Regions from separate parts of the Mus musculus genome. Here regions 2, 3 and 4 are each linked to region 1. The links are chromatin contacts, called in public HiChIP or PLAC-seq maps. All regions are on one chromosome and are shown on one strand. Each heading gives the region's core, a stretch centred on a gene start, on an enhancer-like site or on the middle of the called end of the contact. The rest is flanking DNA. Distances are from core to core; before and after follow the strand shown. Region 1 holds the start of Hottip (Hoxa distal transcript antisense RNA). Region 2 overlaps Jazf1 (JAZF zinc finger 1). Region 3 overlaps Jazf1 (JAZF zinc finger 1). Region 4 overlaps Jazf1 (JAZF zinc finger 1).

Region 1 (3,571 bases), core at 530-3,029:
CCGCCCGCGCGGTCCTCTGCGCCAGCTCTAGCTCCCGCCGCGCGGCCGCGCAGCAGTCACCCACGGAGGAGGCGGGGGTGGGTGGGGGGGAGAAACTAGGGCGGGTGGGGCTGGGAACACAGGGACCCCGATCCCTTCCCGGGTTTCGCGCGGAGGTTGGGAGGGGCAGTGAGCGGCTGCGGTTGGGGTGCGACCTGAGGTCGTGGGGACAAGTCAGGTAAATTCTCCAGTGGCCAGGAATGAGGGTTTGCCTTGGCCTTGGACTGGCCCAGGATGTCCTGGCATGTTTTAGGGACCTCTGGGGCTGTTTTCTTTCCAGGGATGGATACATCTTTCTGCAGCTAGACCCTCCCAAGGATGTGGGAGCTTTCGCCTGGCCGAGATTGCACTCCCCACCCCCCCCTGGGGAACAAGGGCGTTTGTTTCCTGTTGGTTCCAGGAGAAGTCTGGAGCAAGGGTCCCAGGACATTTCTCTGGGAAGTTTGGGCTGCATTTGGGAGCTCCCTTCCCTGTTCTCAGGCTCTAGAGGACAATTTCAATTAGGCCTAAGGACTCAGAAGATCAGAACAACTAATTGTATCTCCTACACTCATCACACACGCGAGCGCAAATATTCGCGCGCGCGCACACACACACACACACACACACACACACACACACACACACACAGAGAGAGAGAGAGAGAGAGAGAGAGAGAGAGAGAGAGAGAGAGAGAGAGAGAGAGAGATGCATACTGCCACATTGTCCAACTTGTATATACAGCTCGCTATTCATTCCGATGCAGCAGCTATTCTCTCTGGTCCGCAGAGGATTTCAGATGAAGAAAGCACCATTCACTCACACTCCTGTCTCAGGAGTCCGGCTGCCTTTTCCTGAAGGGGTTTAAGAGGAACAGGCCCCAGCTGGGCTGCTGGCTGGAACTCCAGCCACGGTTCTGGGACTTCCTACAAGTCACTCCATAGATCCTGAGTTGGACACTTCAGACACCTGGCAATCCACTGTTGCATTCCGTTTTGGGGAAAGAGAAAAAGGCTCTTTGGGATCCTTTCATGGTTTTTCTCCTAATAGGGGCTCAGCCTGTAGTGGGTTCAAGGTGCCGGGGTTCAGCTGATGAGTTCCTCTGTACCTTGAGCTTGGTGGGGTGTTTGTATTGGGAGAGCAACGTTTGGATGCAGTGTTTTGATAAAGGATTCTGGGGACCCTGCCTCCTTAGGACTACATGCATTTCTGGTTGTGCAAGTGTGAACTGGTCAGACATCCAGAGGGGAACAAATGGTCAAAGTGAAAGTGGTGCGTTCTGGAAAATATAGACTGGGAAGAGTTCTGTACTATCTTTGCTCAAATGCTCTGGTAGGCAGCCAGGCTTGGACCTGTTCTCTAGTCCTAGCTTGTAGACTTAGCCCTAAGCTAGAGCATCAGACATACCACCCAATTCATCTGCTGCTCTGTAAGCCCCCTGGGCTTCTGGTAAGATTGGGACCAGTAAGGCGAGGCTCAGGCTTTTATCTGCCCGGATCCTGGGTTTGTTCTGACTAATGTTAAGTGTCGCCCAATAAAACCTTCCCTGATCCCCACACCCAATTCTCCCCCACACCCAGGGAGTCCTTTCTCTCCTGACTTTAGCGGTCCTGGGTAAATATTGATTTGCCCCGAGTTTACCTTCTTACTGCCTGACCATTTGCAGACTAAAGAACCAACCTCTGTGAAGACTTGATTTCTGTGTTACTTTGGAGCCCTTTTCATCCGTCCCCCCACTCCTTCCTCCCTCTAAGTGGCATTGTAAAACTCAACAGTGACAAAGAGACGAAGTACGGTTCCAGGCTCCAATTCTCGGAGACTCTCGGAGACTCGAGGGCAGTTTACATACAGGTCAGACACGCTGGAGGCCAAGGTCAAGTTGAAAGTTGCTGTCTAGTCAGCGTGAGAAACTACAATGAAAGCCCAGAGACAGAGCCGACTGCCCACCTCCCCTCGCTCTCAATTCCCCCATCCTTTGCTATCTGGCTTCTGGCTCTGTTTGGTTTCTCAGCATCTTTTTTTTTTCCCTCTCTCTTTGTAGAGTTTTGGGGGCGGTGTTTACAGGCTGGACTGGTTCTTTTCTGTCGGCCGCCCTGCTCTTAGCTGGGTTTCTGAACCTCCGAAGTTTTCCAGCTAGGTTCGGAAAAAACGAAAACACAGCTCAGGAAGGCTCCACCAGCCGATGCCTATGCCAGTTCACCTCTGGCAGTGGCTGTACTGCTGGTCCACACAGCAGCCAAGACCAGCTCCACGTTCTTTCCTCCCCCTCAGTTCACTGGAGCCGGGAGCCCTGCACTCAGGGGAAGGGCCTCAGCTCTACAGACTGCCAAAGTCGGCTGGGTCCCTCCGGCTCCAAAAATGGTGAGAAAGGAACTCATCTTTTTCCACAGAGGAATCAGAAGCAGGTTTGTCTGGGAAGAACGAAGCAGCGGGGAGGCTTTGGGCTGCATCTTTGAATTCAGTGGGCTTTGCTTCCTACACGTGGTATCCCTGTCGTGGAAGGACTTGGAATGTGAATTACTGAAGTTTATATTTTCTTATCAATTTAAAAGAGAGAGAGAGAAAACCCAAGACAGAATTATTTAGAGAAAGTAGCATCCTTGTTCTCCCCCTGTCTTAAATCTCATACATTGATGTGGATTTTCTACTAGGCTTGTATCAAGGGCATAGGAGCATATCTAGCTCCTTCTCCCTTTCCTGGGTTGCTTCTTCACTGTTTTAAAGTATCTGCATGTCCTGCTAGTAATTGAGCTGTAGGCATCATTGGAAATTGTTTCTCATATTAGAATGAACTCTGGGAATAATTTGGGGTAAGACTTTCTAGAAATTCTACTCACTGTAAAACAGCAATTCCTCAGACTTTCAGAGGGAGAGAAGAGATTCATTAATGGTTTCTTATACAATGCTCCAGACTATACCAGACCAGCTTGGTGTGGGAAAAGAACGGCTGGAGGATGAAGCCTGACTCTTAAAGAGCCAGCAGTCTCATCCAGTGTTCTTCCTCATTTACCAAAGGCACAGGGAAAATTTGTGTGTCTGTCCAGCTGGCAGGGCCTGACTTTCTGAGCTCTTTTTGTCTTCAGGCTTGGGGTTCTTCTTGCAGAAACACCAACAACTTAACATGGTTCTCCATGGCTTAGGGAAGAGAAGTCAGAGCATTCACGGTCACCTTCAGACAATAGTGGCCATAGGAGCTCTGGAGCCAAGAGCCAGGCTGGGGTGGAAGCTAGAGAAGTCTCCACTGATGCCCCAGTTTTGTCTGATGCATGCAGATTTCTCAGCGAAGGCCTTCAAGGGCAGCATGGCTACAGCCCAGCCTTTGTTCAAGGGGTCTCCATAGGTTTTCCTAAGCTCTTGGTTTTACTAGTCAAACCTGGGTCCATTGGCGCTGACAGCCCTCTTGCATCTGGCCTGATTTGGCTGCATTTTTTTTTTTTTTTTTCTTGATAGAGGACTCCTGACCAACCAGGATTACAGGACCCTGGGCTCCTAGACCCTAGGCTCCTAGGGTTGGAGAAGAAAAGGACAAAGGGAACCAAACAGGAGGTCTGAT
Region 2 (3,571 bases), core at 393-2,892, 720 kb after region 1:
AAGATAGCCACACAAACATAATTCCACCTCTAACAAGAAAATTAACAGGAAGTAACAATCACTTTTCCTTAATATCTCTTAACATCAATGGACTCAATTCCCCCCAAAGACATAGACTAACAGACTGGATATGTAAACAAGCATTTTGCCACATACAGGAAACACACCTCAGTGACAAAGACAGACACTACCTCAGAGTAAAAGGCTAGAAAACAATTTTCCAAGCAAATGGTCCCAAGAAACAAGCTGGAGTGGCCATTCTAATATCAAATAAAACCAACTTTCAACCAAAAGTTATCAAAAAAGGTAAGAGGGGACACTTCATACGGGTCAAAGGAAAAATCTACCAAGATGAACTCTCAATTCTGAACATCTATGCTCCAAATGCAAGGGCAACCACATTCATAAAGAAACTTTACTAAAGCTCAAAGCACACATTGCACCCCACACAATAATAGTGGGAGACTTCAACATCCCACTCTCAGCAATGGACAGTTCATGGAAACAGAAACTAAACAGAGACAGAGTGAAACTAACAGAAGTTATGAACCAAATGGATCTAAAAGATATTTCTAGAACATTCCATCCTAAAGCAAAAGAATATACCTTCTCAGGACCTCATGGTACCTTCTCCAAAACTGACCATATGATTGACCACAAAACAGGCCTCAACAGATATGAGAAGATTGAAATAATCCCATGCCTCCTATCAGATCACCACGGACTAAGGCTGGTCTTCAATTCCAACAAAAACAATGGAAAACACATGTACACATGGAAACTGAACAACACTCTACTCAAAGATAATTTGGTCAAGGAAGAAATAAAGAAAGAAATTAAAGGCCTTTTAGAATTTAATGAAAATGAAGACACATCATACCAAAAAATTTATGGGACACAATGAAAGCAGTGGTAAGAAGAAAACTCATAGCTCTGAGTGCCTCCAAAAAGAAACTGGAGAGAGCTTACACTCGAAGCTTGACAGCACACCTGAAAGCTCTAGAACAAAAAGACGCAAATTCACCCAAGAGGAGTAGATGGCAGGAAGTAATCAAACTCAGGGCTGAAATCAATAAAGTGGAAACAAAAAGAACTATACAAAAGAATCAACAAAATTAGGAGCTGGTTCTTTGAGAAAATCAACAAGATAGATAAATCCTTAGCCAGACTAACCAGAGGGCACAGAGACAGTATCCAAATTAATAAAATCAGAACTGAAAAGGGAGACATAACAATGAAATATATCTTAAAATAATTATTATGTTTGTTGAATATTAACAGTTGAAAATACCAAAATCATGTTCTACAAAAATAGTGGAACAAAACAAAACAAAACAAAACAAAAAAACCCTGACAGCTCAAATCTGTTCTGAAAAATCCATTTCCTTGGTAAAAGTGGCCACGAAAAGAATGTTTTAAACTTTTTTCATTTTCAGCTAATTTTTAAAAAGTAACTCTCAAATCCTACCCACACAAGAATCCTAGCTCCCTGTTCTTGCAACACAGCCTCGGGAGCTGACTGGGAATAAAGGGCTGGCTTATACTGCCCTCTGCTGGTGAAAGTGGCACATAGTTTATGAAGCTGCCAAAAAAGAAGCCGGCATTTTGAAGCATTAAATTCTAGACTAATTACTAAAAACAGGTTGTGGAAAATATTACCAAGCAGTTCCAATTACATCTGCACCACATCAGGCACACATTTCTAATGAAAAGGGCAAATGTGTGGGAAGCAATGGTGCCAAGCCACATCTGCTAACCCAATACCCACGCTTTTAAACCAACTCCGTAAAATATGCATTAAATTCACAACAACACCTTTAAACTGCCCCCTTACCCATCCAACTCCTGACATACCAACCACCTTTTCAGAAAACAAACAAATGTGGTAAAAATTCAACCTTGGCTTCTACCATTGCATTCTGGCCTCTGCCTCAATCAGCTCTGCAATAAATACTGATGCTGCCACAGTTCACACAATTTAATTTCTAAGCAAAGCTCTTTTAATTTAGAAGCTGCTAATTTGCCAGAATGTTGCTGGAAAAGTTGCCATTTGTTTAAACACATACAACATCAGCCTCCATTAAAATGATTACCGCATCATTCAACAGTCGAAAGCATTTATTAGGTGTCTTTAATTCCACAGAGCATTTTACTAAGCCCTGTATAAATGAGTTACACCAAAGCCCTGCCTGGAGCTTTTTTCCTTAAATAGATGAAGTAACACACGCTGACACAATGGAACAACAGCAGAGGTATATTAACTTAATATACTCTGTCCTGAGGGAAAAGAAATGGCAGCATTCTAAAACTGGATGTTTATGGAGGACAGGGCAAAGAGGAACCAGGCTGTCTAAGGCCTCTGAGAAAGTCAGGATTTGGGGAACTCAGTGGAGATGGGACAGGGAATGGGGAGCTAGGAACCAGGTAGACAGATACAGGTCTTGCCTGGGCCTGGAAGGTCACGTGCATGCAGGAGTATGGCCATGACATAGAGTCCCCCTGCCCACTTAGCAATGTTCTTTAACCAAGATCAGGACACTGCTTCTGCTCGGGCACACACGGCCTGGGTTCCAGACTGTCAGGCTGTGAGGCACAAGTGTTTCAGACAGAGGTGGGCAGCCAGTCCCAGTCCTGGCCATGCTGGAGGCTATGACAGAGGCCTCACATTCCCCCACAGCTTTGATACCTTCATTAACTACAGTCAGCAAACACTAAAGACCATTCCATTATATAACCCCATTATTGAATCACTAGTTTTGTCTACAAGGAAAAAAGTTGAGCCTTTTGCTGAAGGTTACCTGTCACAGTTACTAAGTGACAAGGTCAGGAATCACATGCCACTACCTACTTGGAATCCACTGGCCAATCAGCTCTGTGGACCAAGCTTTCTATCAAGTGTCAACCTTCCCATCTAGCTGAGGAGTCTACAAACACACAGATGCACAGTAATATGTCCCCCACGCCAGCCAGGGGCTAGGAAGTGCACCACTATTGTATGTCCAGAGTGGGGAGAAATGGGAAAACCAGCACAAAAACCCACTAGGAAAACCACTCAGTAACACAACAATAATGTTGGGTTTGGGGTATACCCTGGCCCACTCTCAAGAGTGCCCATATTGATCTGTTCTGCTTGCAGTAATGGGTGTGCATGGTGCCAGCCACTCAGTCAAGCAGGCCTGCCTCCCTGGCTGCCACCCTGCCCATAGGAGTCAGAACCATCTCACAAGCTTTCTGTGCATCTCTCAGGTGCTCCTGCCCCTTCCCAGGCCTGCCCATGTCCACTGTATTCCACTCTTCACAGCCACTAAGCCTAGGAAATGGCTCTAGCCACCAAATAACATGCCAGCCTGCCAGACCCCCTGAAGCCCCACTTTCCCTGGCTTCTGTGTGCATATCACCAGGTGGCCTCTCTCCTCTCTGCCCCAGTTCCCTCTGGATTCTACCCCCTGATTCTCAGGACTTTCAGGGCCCTCTTCTCTTTTTGAACAACCTGATCTGTGTTCGGCATTATCATTTACAATACGTATACACCATTCAGAACATATTCCTGCCTCTGGGCTGGACTATTTCC
Region 3 (3,571 bases), core at 653-3,152, 630 kb after region 1:
ATCATGACTAAGATAACTCTTATAAGGGACGGCATTTAATTGGGGCTGGCTTACAGGTTCAGAGGTTCAGTCCATTATCATCATCGAGGTGATCATGGCAGCATCTAGGTAGCATGGCGCTGGAGGAGCTGAGAGTTTTACATCTTGATGGGAAGGCAGCCAGGAGAGCACTGGCTTCCAGGCAGCTAGGAGAGGTGTTTCAAAGTCCATCCCCATAGTGACACATTTCCTCCAATAAGGCCATACCTCCTAATAGTGCCAATCCCTGGGCAAAGCATATTCAAACCTCCTCACTACCCTATCAAACAATGATTAATCCCTATTGTGGGTTTATTAGTGGTAACGGGCACAAAAACATTCTAACAATCAATGGTTAAAGAGGTAGGCTAACATTACATATTCACGTCTTAGAATGTAACTTAAAATGTAGTAGATTTATATATATTGATCTAGAAGGATATTAAAGAAAAACAAAAGAGAATTGTTCAGGTGTGTGATTGATGTATCTTCCCTCCATTAGGCACATTTCAGGCACTTCCCTGGAATATCTTGCCTACAAACATATCTGCATGTAGGGAGAATATGGATAAAATAGAATCACCCCCCATGGTATTGGCATTTATTTACTTGGTGTGGTAAGTTTTGTAGACGACTGGGAGAAAAGCTATCCTCAAATATATTGTATACATTTAAATTTTTTACATTATTTAGTAGCCATAGTAAATGATATCAATGCTATAATTTTGGAAAATAAATTTGACCAATGACATAAATAATTTCTGGAGGGGCACCCTTCATAAAATAGCTTTTACTGTATCTGGATGAGCAGGATTATCAAGGCCAGAGTGGAGTGAGAAAGTACCCAAGCAGAGGGCTAGACATGGACAGCTTCTATGTATGGGGCTGACAGACAGGTCCTTTGAGATCTCTTCTAATGGAAACTGTAGGTACTACTGAGAATGGCAGAAGGGAGGGAGCTTGGGAAATTCCTAGTCACCTGAAAACAGAGGGTGCTAAGCAGGGGGTGGCAGGCAATGGTAAGATGAGCAGATGGAGTGGATACAGATGCTACACAAGAGAAGCTCAAGCTCTGGACTCTAGCTGCATATGTATCAAAAGATGGCCTAGTAAGCCATCACTGGAAAGAGAGGCCCATTGGACTTGCAAACTTTATATGTCCCAGTACAGGGGAGCGCCAGGGCCAAAACGTGGGAGTGGGTGGGTAGGGGAGGGGGGGAGGGTATGGGGGACTTTTGGGATAGCATTGGAAATGTAAATGAGGAAAATACCTAATTTAAAAAAAAAAAAGAAAAGAAAAAAATCCAATCTCAAAAAAAAAAAAAATTAAAACAAGAAAAAAAAGCTACACAGTTTAGAACTGGACTCAAAGATATGCAAGATTACTCAGAAATACTGATGAGTAAACAGGAGACTCAAAGTAAACTGGCTGGAAGCAAGGCCAGTGTGAGTGTGAGCAAGCCGCTGAGAGCACTGCTGGCCAGGAATGAGCTGCCATCTCTGCAGGCTAGAGACCCATCCTGCCGTGTGCACCATCTGCCCACTCCTGCAGACTCTGCTTCCCTACAGTGTGTTTTCTGCAAGCAATGTAACCAAATTTTGTTGCAGCAAGCCAAAACACAAGAGGGCTCTCTTTTCAGCTTCCCACTGTCCCACAAGAATATATGGTCCCTGCAGAGCACCGTGAGCAGGCCAGGCTGGGAGAGAGGCATTATGGGGGAAATCTGGCAAGGGGCCACCTCAGCTTTGTTTCAATGGATGTCCATAAAACATGGGCTAAGAAAATGGTAGCTCAATGTCTGGCATTTGAAACCTAACAGCATGTAACATGTTTATGGCATGCATTAGGCTACAACCTCAGTCTGGGGCTGGGGCACTAGCAGAGACTTCAGATCTGGTAGACAAAGGAGGGGCTAGGAAAGCGTAGCTTGTACTGCAATAAATATGACTGCTCTTAGAAGACCATAAACAGGTGCTCCTATGAAAAAAGAAATCTGTGCACTTAGATTCAAAAGTCAAATGCTTCAGTCTTGTTTGTATAAATAAGAGAAGTCTAGTGCAAGCATCCCTAACTATAGTGTGTTCTACAAGGCAATGACTAATTATGATTTGGTAAAAATTTAGTCCAAGTGAAAAAGCAAGAGAGAAGGGTGGGAGGATTAGGTGAGGTGTTGGAGTGAGGAGAAAAGTGGCAATGGAAGAAGCTTCCACTAACAGTTTATATTCCGTAGAAGGAGAAATCAAAACAAAGGATCCAGACTCATTCTATTTTTATTCAAAACAAGCTCTTGGTGTATTTTCCCCCCAAATCCTTGAACACATGGTGCTGCTGCTTTCAAGTCCACCTCTCATCCATGCAACATTTAAACCTTCCAGGCAGGGCCTCCACTGAGTCTGCCTCTCTTACCTATGAGAAAATCCTGGTCACATCTGGTGACCTCTGACTGCACAATGCATGTTGTGATGCTGGTCACATCTGGTGACCTCTGACTGCACAATGCATGTTGTGATGCTGGTCACATCTGGTGACCTCTGACTGCACAATGCATGTTGTGATGCTGAACACTGCCGTGAAGACTGCTGGGGTTTGTCTTAGCAGCTAGTTCAGTTTTTGGCCAATCATATTGAACTCATACAGATTTTATATTTGATCAGGTGAAGTTTGTAGAAACACCAACTATATCCAAAGACCATCTAACTTACTCTGCCTCCTCTGAGGTTCTTAGGGGATCTTGGCTTCAAGCACAATTGCTCAAAGAATAAAGTATTTATTTCTAAGCTGAGCCCTTTCTGAGACCAGAACCATGAGTATGGAGAATTAACATACCGATCAGGCTGGGATATAAGGTGGTCTTTCTTCTATTTCCACCTATGTAGGAGCTGCTTACCCTCATCATGCGCAGTGTATTCAGCCTGGCCTGGTGGAGGACCCTGTGGTGGTTTAAATGAGATGCCCTGCATAGATTCAGATATTTGATTCCTTGGTTAGTGACACTTTTCAGGTAGAATTAGAAGGTGTGGCCTTGCTGAAGGAGGTGTCACTGGTGGCAAGCTATGAGGTTTCAAAGCCACCTGCCATTCTGATTTCTCTCTCTCTGCTTTGAGTTTTCAGCTGCTCCAGCTGCTCCAGCTGCTCCAGCTGCCGCTTGTTGCCTCTGCCCATCACCTGAACTGCAAGCCCAAAGAAACCCTTCTCATCTGTAAGCTGTTGTGGTCATGGCTGTGTATTCTGGTAACAACTGGAAAGTAACTAGTACCTACCCCATGCAGATGTTAGAAAGTCTGCAGCAGTCCCCCAGCCTCAGTCACCCTCTGATGAGTGCACAGGAGTCACAGTGCCCACAGCTGTAGCTTTAGTTCTGATGTCGGCTACTCAGCTCTCAGAGGCTGCTCTGCTCTGCTTAGGCTTCGCCCTTCACACTACAGTCATGTGGTGTAGATGACTGTGGTGCCACCCCCTCAAGTGTCCCTTCTCTCAGGGATCAGTCTTGAATGTCCTACTGTTCAGAGCCTAATGCTCATCTTCTCATAGTTTCTCTAGCTATGGTGAGAC
Region 4 (3,571 bases), core at 612-3,111, 520 kb after region 1:
ACCAGGTTAGAAGCTTGCCAGCAATCCACAGCTAGGAACTAGTGAAGCAAGGATTTCGTTCTGGGATAAGATTATAGTTAGGACTGCCCATGGCTGCAAAGCGACCAGGAAGGCTCCAGGGGTCCAAGCACAAATAGACAACAATGACAGAGCCCTCTTAATACACATACAAGCTAGACTGGACACGGTGATGGGGAAAACTCTGTCCCTTGGTTTCCTGCTCTCCTAGTCTAGAAAACACAAACTGCTTCAAGCAGATTTTTAGGAGGGGCCAGACGTTGGATCTTTAGCTTACAGAGGCTACTGTGGAACTGCAGGCAGGCTACCCCAAGCCAGGAAGCAGGGAATGTCCAGAGCTCTGAGGTGCAGGTCTGGCTTCCTGGAGAGAAAACACTCGTTTCCCACCCACCTATCTCATCTGCCTTCCAGCCACACACTTCCCAACAGGCCTGACTCGTGGAATGACTACTCAGAGTGGAAGATGAATCCTTTATATTCCTAAAGATGAAAGGGGCTCTGCCCAGAGTTGAATTAAGAATCGGCTTTCCTGGTTCAGGACAGCTGGGGTGGAGAACCTCGTCAACAGTGGTCCTATTTTACTCTCTTTAATGAGGGAGGCCCAAAGCCATTTATTTTGCACTTTTGCACAATACAACCCTGAAGGACATAATTCTACAGATCATAAACAGTGTAAAATAATATGTTGACAAGTCCTAATGCATTTACAAGCCCCGTGGAATAAATAGGAATTATAGCACAACATTAATAAGAATTATATGGTAGCAATTACAGTTGTGAAATTCATCCCCCAGGTGTGAGGCTAAATTGCGCCAGGGGCCTGCCTAGGTGCTTCATTGGCTCGCTCTGCAACATCAATTATTTCAACACCAAATATTGGCACTTTTATTGGGTTTCATTTTAATAGGCATTAATAAGACTGTTTGAAGAGCAGTTGAGCCAGCAGCCAAGGACGCCATCATCTGAGGCTGAGCGTTGCAAAGGTCCAGGAAGGAGTGACTGTGTTTACTGAGTGCCCATGATGTTTCAGGTAAACCCTATGCCTCCTCTCACTCAGTCCTGGAGTGATGCTGAGGTAGAGAAGCAGCTGACCCCTGTGCAGGGTAAGATGTGTCTGCTCTATTAGCCATGGAGGGATGCCCGTTCCTTCGGCTGCATCCCGATAACCCTACAGCTTATGGGCTCCTCCTCAGGGTCCCTCTTCCTCCACATTTGCTGGGTCTTTACCACTTACTCTTTACCATTTAGCAGGCTTTTCTGTGTCTGCTAAGAACTTTTGGTGAGGGTGTGGGGTGGTAGAGGGTAAGGTGCAGAGAAAACATTTGCTTAAAATGAGGCTTTAGGATTAAAAGTGGGTTTTAGTCAACCCTGCTGTATATAACACCCGCCATCATCTAAAATAAAAGTAGAGCACGCTTGGTAATGCTTGCACCAGAGACTCCGCATCACTTGGCCACACAGCTTTCCCAGTCAGTCCCGAGCAAACCTCTAAAACCATTTGTAAGCAGGGTATTGCATAAGACATTTTGCTCTTAAACAGAGGCCACATGCTGGAGTTCTTTAAAATGCCAGTTTGAAAGCAGTAAATGTGATTTGGAAAGGTCCTTCAGCAGGATTTCAGAAAGTAAGAACAACTAATTTTCCCATCTAATTGGGCTAATTTGTTCACCTGAACATCAAGAACCACTCAGCATTTACAGCTTGGGGGAGGAGGTGGGAAACCCCTTAATGAAGCCCAGTAGAAGATAAAACTTTAAAACTAAACTGGATCAAAAGGGACCAGACCCTGAGGGGGTAGGAGCAGTGTTGCTGGAAACCACATGGGCCATAGGCAAAGCAGGCCGGCAGGGATGCCATACCGTGGGGTACAGGGCACGGTCTGAGTCAAAGGCAGTGCTAACATGAGTGGGGCACTGTGTCACAGGGCCCCAAGGGGACTGCATGAGACTTACTGCCTCCCTTGGCTGGGAGGTGATGTACAAGACAGACCTGTGTTTAGTTCTCTCCTAGAACAAAGCGCTGTCGAGCTGGCTCACATGTTGGCTTTTGTTAGCTGAGGGGTAGGGCACATGCTTTTTATTGTTCATGAAAGTGGTACAAATCTCTTTTTGCAAATATAATTTAAAGGTTAGAAGTATACTCAACAGCACCCCTGCATAGGAGGGCTGACATGTAGTAAGTACTCAAGTAAATGGATGGCAGTGTAAGAAACTCACTCATAATGTTACATATACATATTACATACACATATTGCACATACTTATTACATGCAACACTTTTAGAAAAGCCAGTTCAGAAGCTCAGTATGGTAGTTGTATGCCTTTAATCCTAGCATTCAGGAGACAGAGGCTGGCAGATCTCTGTGAGTTCAAGGCCAGCCTGGTCTACATAATGAATTCCAGGACAGTCAGAGCTACATAGTAAGAACCTGTCTCAAGACAAACAAATAAAAACAAACCACAACAAAGCCAGTTCAGGAACTAAGAAAGGGGGGAGGGAAAAGGGTGTGGGGACAGTGTGCTCAAACTCTGTTAGGCAGTGGGAATTGGGTCTGTTTGTTAGGCAGTGGGAATTGGGTCTGTTTGTTAGGCAGTGGGAATTGGGTCTGTTTGTTAGGCAGTGGGAATTGGGTCTGTTTGTTAGGCAGTGGGAATTGGGTCTGTTTGTTAGGCAGTGGGAATTGGATCTGTTTGTTAGGCAGTGGGAATTGGGTCTGTTAGGCAGTGGGAATTGGGTCTGTTTGTTAGGCAGTGAGAATTGGGTCTATTTGTTAGGCAGTGGGAACTGGGTCTGAAGAGTTGGACCTTGGTTGCGCATGCAGCATTTCCAGTTTGAGAGGTAAGCGGGGCTAGTAGAAAAAAGTGTCACACTCTGAGGGACAGCCTAGAAACTCAGGCACACTCTGTAGGAAAGCCTAGAAACTGTCACACTCTGAGGGACAGCACAGGAACTCTGTCACATTCTGTGGGACAGCCCAGAAACTCCCACAGGTGGTCTGAAAAAGTTTTTAAAGAAATTGGTTTTGTGACTCACATGAGAAAAATATTAAGGTGTTCCCCTAACACCTGTTACACACACACCTGTTCACAGCTGCCATTTGGGCAGACCCCATGTCACTGTCCACAAGCCCTGCTGTTTCTGTCACTTGTTCCCATGGGCCACAAGGGTCATCTCTACCCTTGTCCTTCCTCCTCCACTCTCTTCTCTCACTTCCCTGCACAGTCATTTATTGCTATAGAACGCCCTAGTCCTCCTTTGTAGTTCTAAATGCACTTGTGGCATCTGGATAAATAAGCTAGCCTTTCCAGAACACCCATATGCCATGTTTTAATTGCTTGGGTCATTAATATTCAAGCAGCAGTGGTAACAGCACACTCAGACCTTTCAGGTTCTGGCAGACATATCAGCCGGACGACTTTCTGCCCACCATGGGTCTACCATCAATTATCAAATCAGCGAATGCTTCACCAGTGCTGAGACAACAGTCCACAAATAAGCAAGCATCCAGAAACAGAATCTTTTGCTAGGTAGCCAGGATGGCTTTGAACTCATG

The links. HiChIP or PLAC-seq counts read pairs in DNA pulled down with a chosen protein or histone mark.
Region 2: an H3K4me3 HiChIP or PLAC-seq map of embryonic limb bud shows a contact between it and region 1, with 6 times the contacts expected there. The contact joins the enhancer-like site here to the promoter of Hottip in region 1. A contact is called at or near these places in 17 of 39 promoter capture datasets (the 3T3-L1 cell line, 3T3-L1-derived adipocytes, the C10 cell line and 12 more), 1 of 15 datasets of contacts at CTCF or cohesin (pro-B cells), 82 of 484 Hi-C or Micro-C datasets (the 3T3-L1 cell line, the AML12 cell line, the AtT-20 cell line and 51 more), 12 of 115 datasets of contacts at active chromatin or transcription factors (bone marrow-derived dendritic cells, bone marrow-derived macrophages, embryonic basal ganglia and 8 more) and 1 of 9 other capture datasets (embryonic stem cells).
Region 3: an H3K4me3 HiChIP or PLAC-seq map of embryonic limb bud shows a contact between it and region 1, with 4 times the contacts expected there. The contact joins the enhancer-like site here to the promoter of Hottip in region 1. A contact is called at or near these places in 5 of 39 promoter capture datasets (the 3T3-L1 cell line, the C10 cell line, cranial neural crest and 1 more), 1 of 15 datasets of contacts at CTCF or cohesin (large pre-B cells), 9 of 115 datasets of contacts at active chromatin or transcription factors (craniofacial prominence, embryonic basal ganglia, embryonic forebrain and 6 more) and 1 of 9 other capture datasets (embryonic stem cells).
Region 4: an H3K4me3 HiChIP or PLAC-seq map of embryonic limb bud shows a contact between it and region 1, with 4 times the contacts expected there. The contact joins the enhancer-like site here to the promoter of Hottip in region 1. A contact is called at or near these places in 9 of 39 promoter capture datasets (the C10 cell line, HPC-7-derived erythroid cells, cranial neural crest and 6 more), 4 of 484 Hi-C or Micro-C datasets (the AML12 cell line, the Ba/F3 cell line, bone marrow-derived macrophages and 1 more), 9 of 115 datasets of contacts at active chromatin or transcription factors (bone marrow-derived macrophages, craniofacial prominence, embryonic basal ganglia and 5 more) and 2 of 9 other capture datasets (adipose tissue and embryonic stem cells).

The regions. Positions count from the first base shown.
Region 1 is chr6:52,260,996-52,264,566 of GRCm38.p6, forward strand. Hottip (Hoxa distal transcript antisense RNA) reads left to right here and starts at 1,780. Exons shown (of 2, transcript NR_110442.1): 1 at 1,780-1,869.
Region 2 is chr6:52,985,964-52,989,534 of GRCm38.p6, forward strand. All of the region lies in intron 1 of Jazf1 (JAZF zinc finger 1), which reads right to left. Among named protein-coding and RNA genes, the nearest start is that of Gm33219, 11 kb to the left of the region's middle. Within about 2 kb of position 1,643, at least 5 of the 459 cell types and tissues checked have an H3K27ac peak or open chromatin away from gene starts, as enhancers often do. A contact at or near this core is called in embryonic limb bud and regulatory T cells, where this site is marked.
Region 3 is chr6:52,886,124-52,889,694 of GRCm38.p6, forward strand. The region is part of intron 2 of Jazf1 (JAZF zinc finger 1); the gene reads right to left. Among named protein-coding and RNA genes, the nearest start is that of Gm52903, 21 kb to the left of the region's middle. Within about 2 kb of position 1,903, at least 17 of the 459 cell types and tissues checked have an H3K27ac peak or open chromatin away from gene starts, as enhancers often do. A contact at or near this core is called in embryonic limb bud, where this site is marked.
Region 4 is chr6:52,777,855-52,781,425 of GRCm38.p6, forward strand. All of the region lies in intron 3 of Jazf1 (JAZF zinc finger 1), which reads right to left. Among named protein-coding and RNA genes, the nearest start is that of Gm52904, 19 kb to the right of the region's middle. Within about 2 kb of position 1,862, at least 7 of the 459 cell types and tissues checked have an H3K27ac peak or open chromatin away from gene starts, as enhancers often do. A contact at or near this core is called in embryonic limb bud, where this site is marked.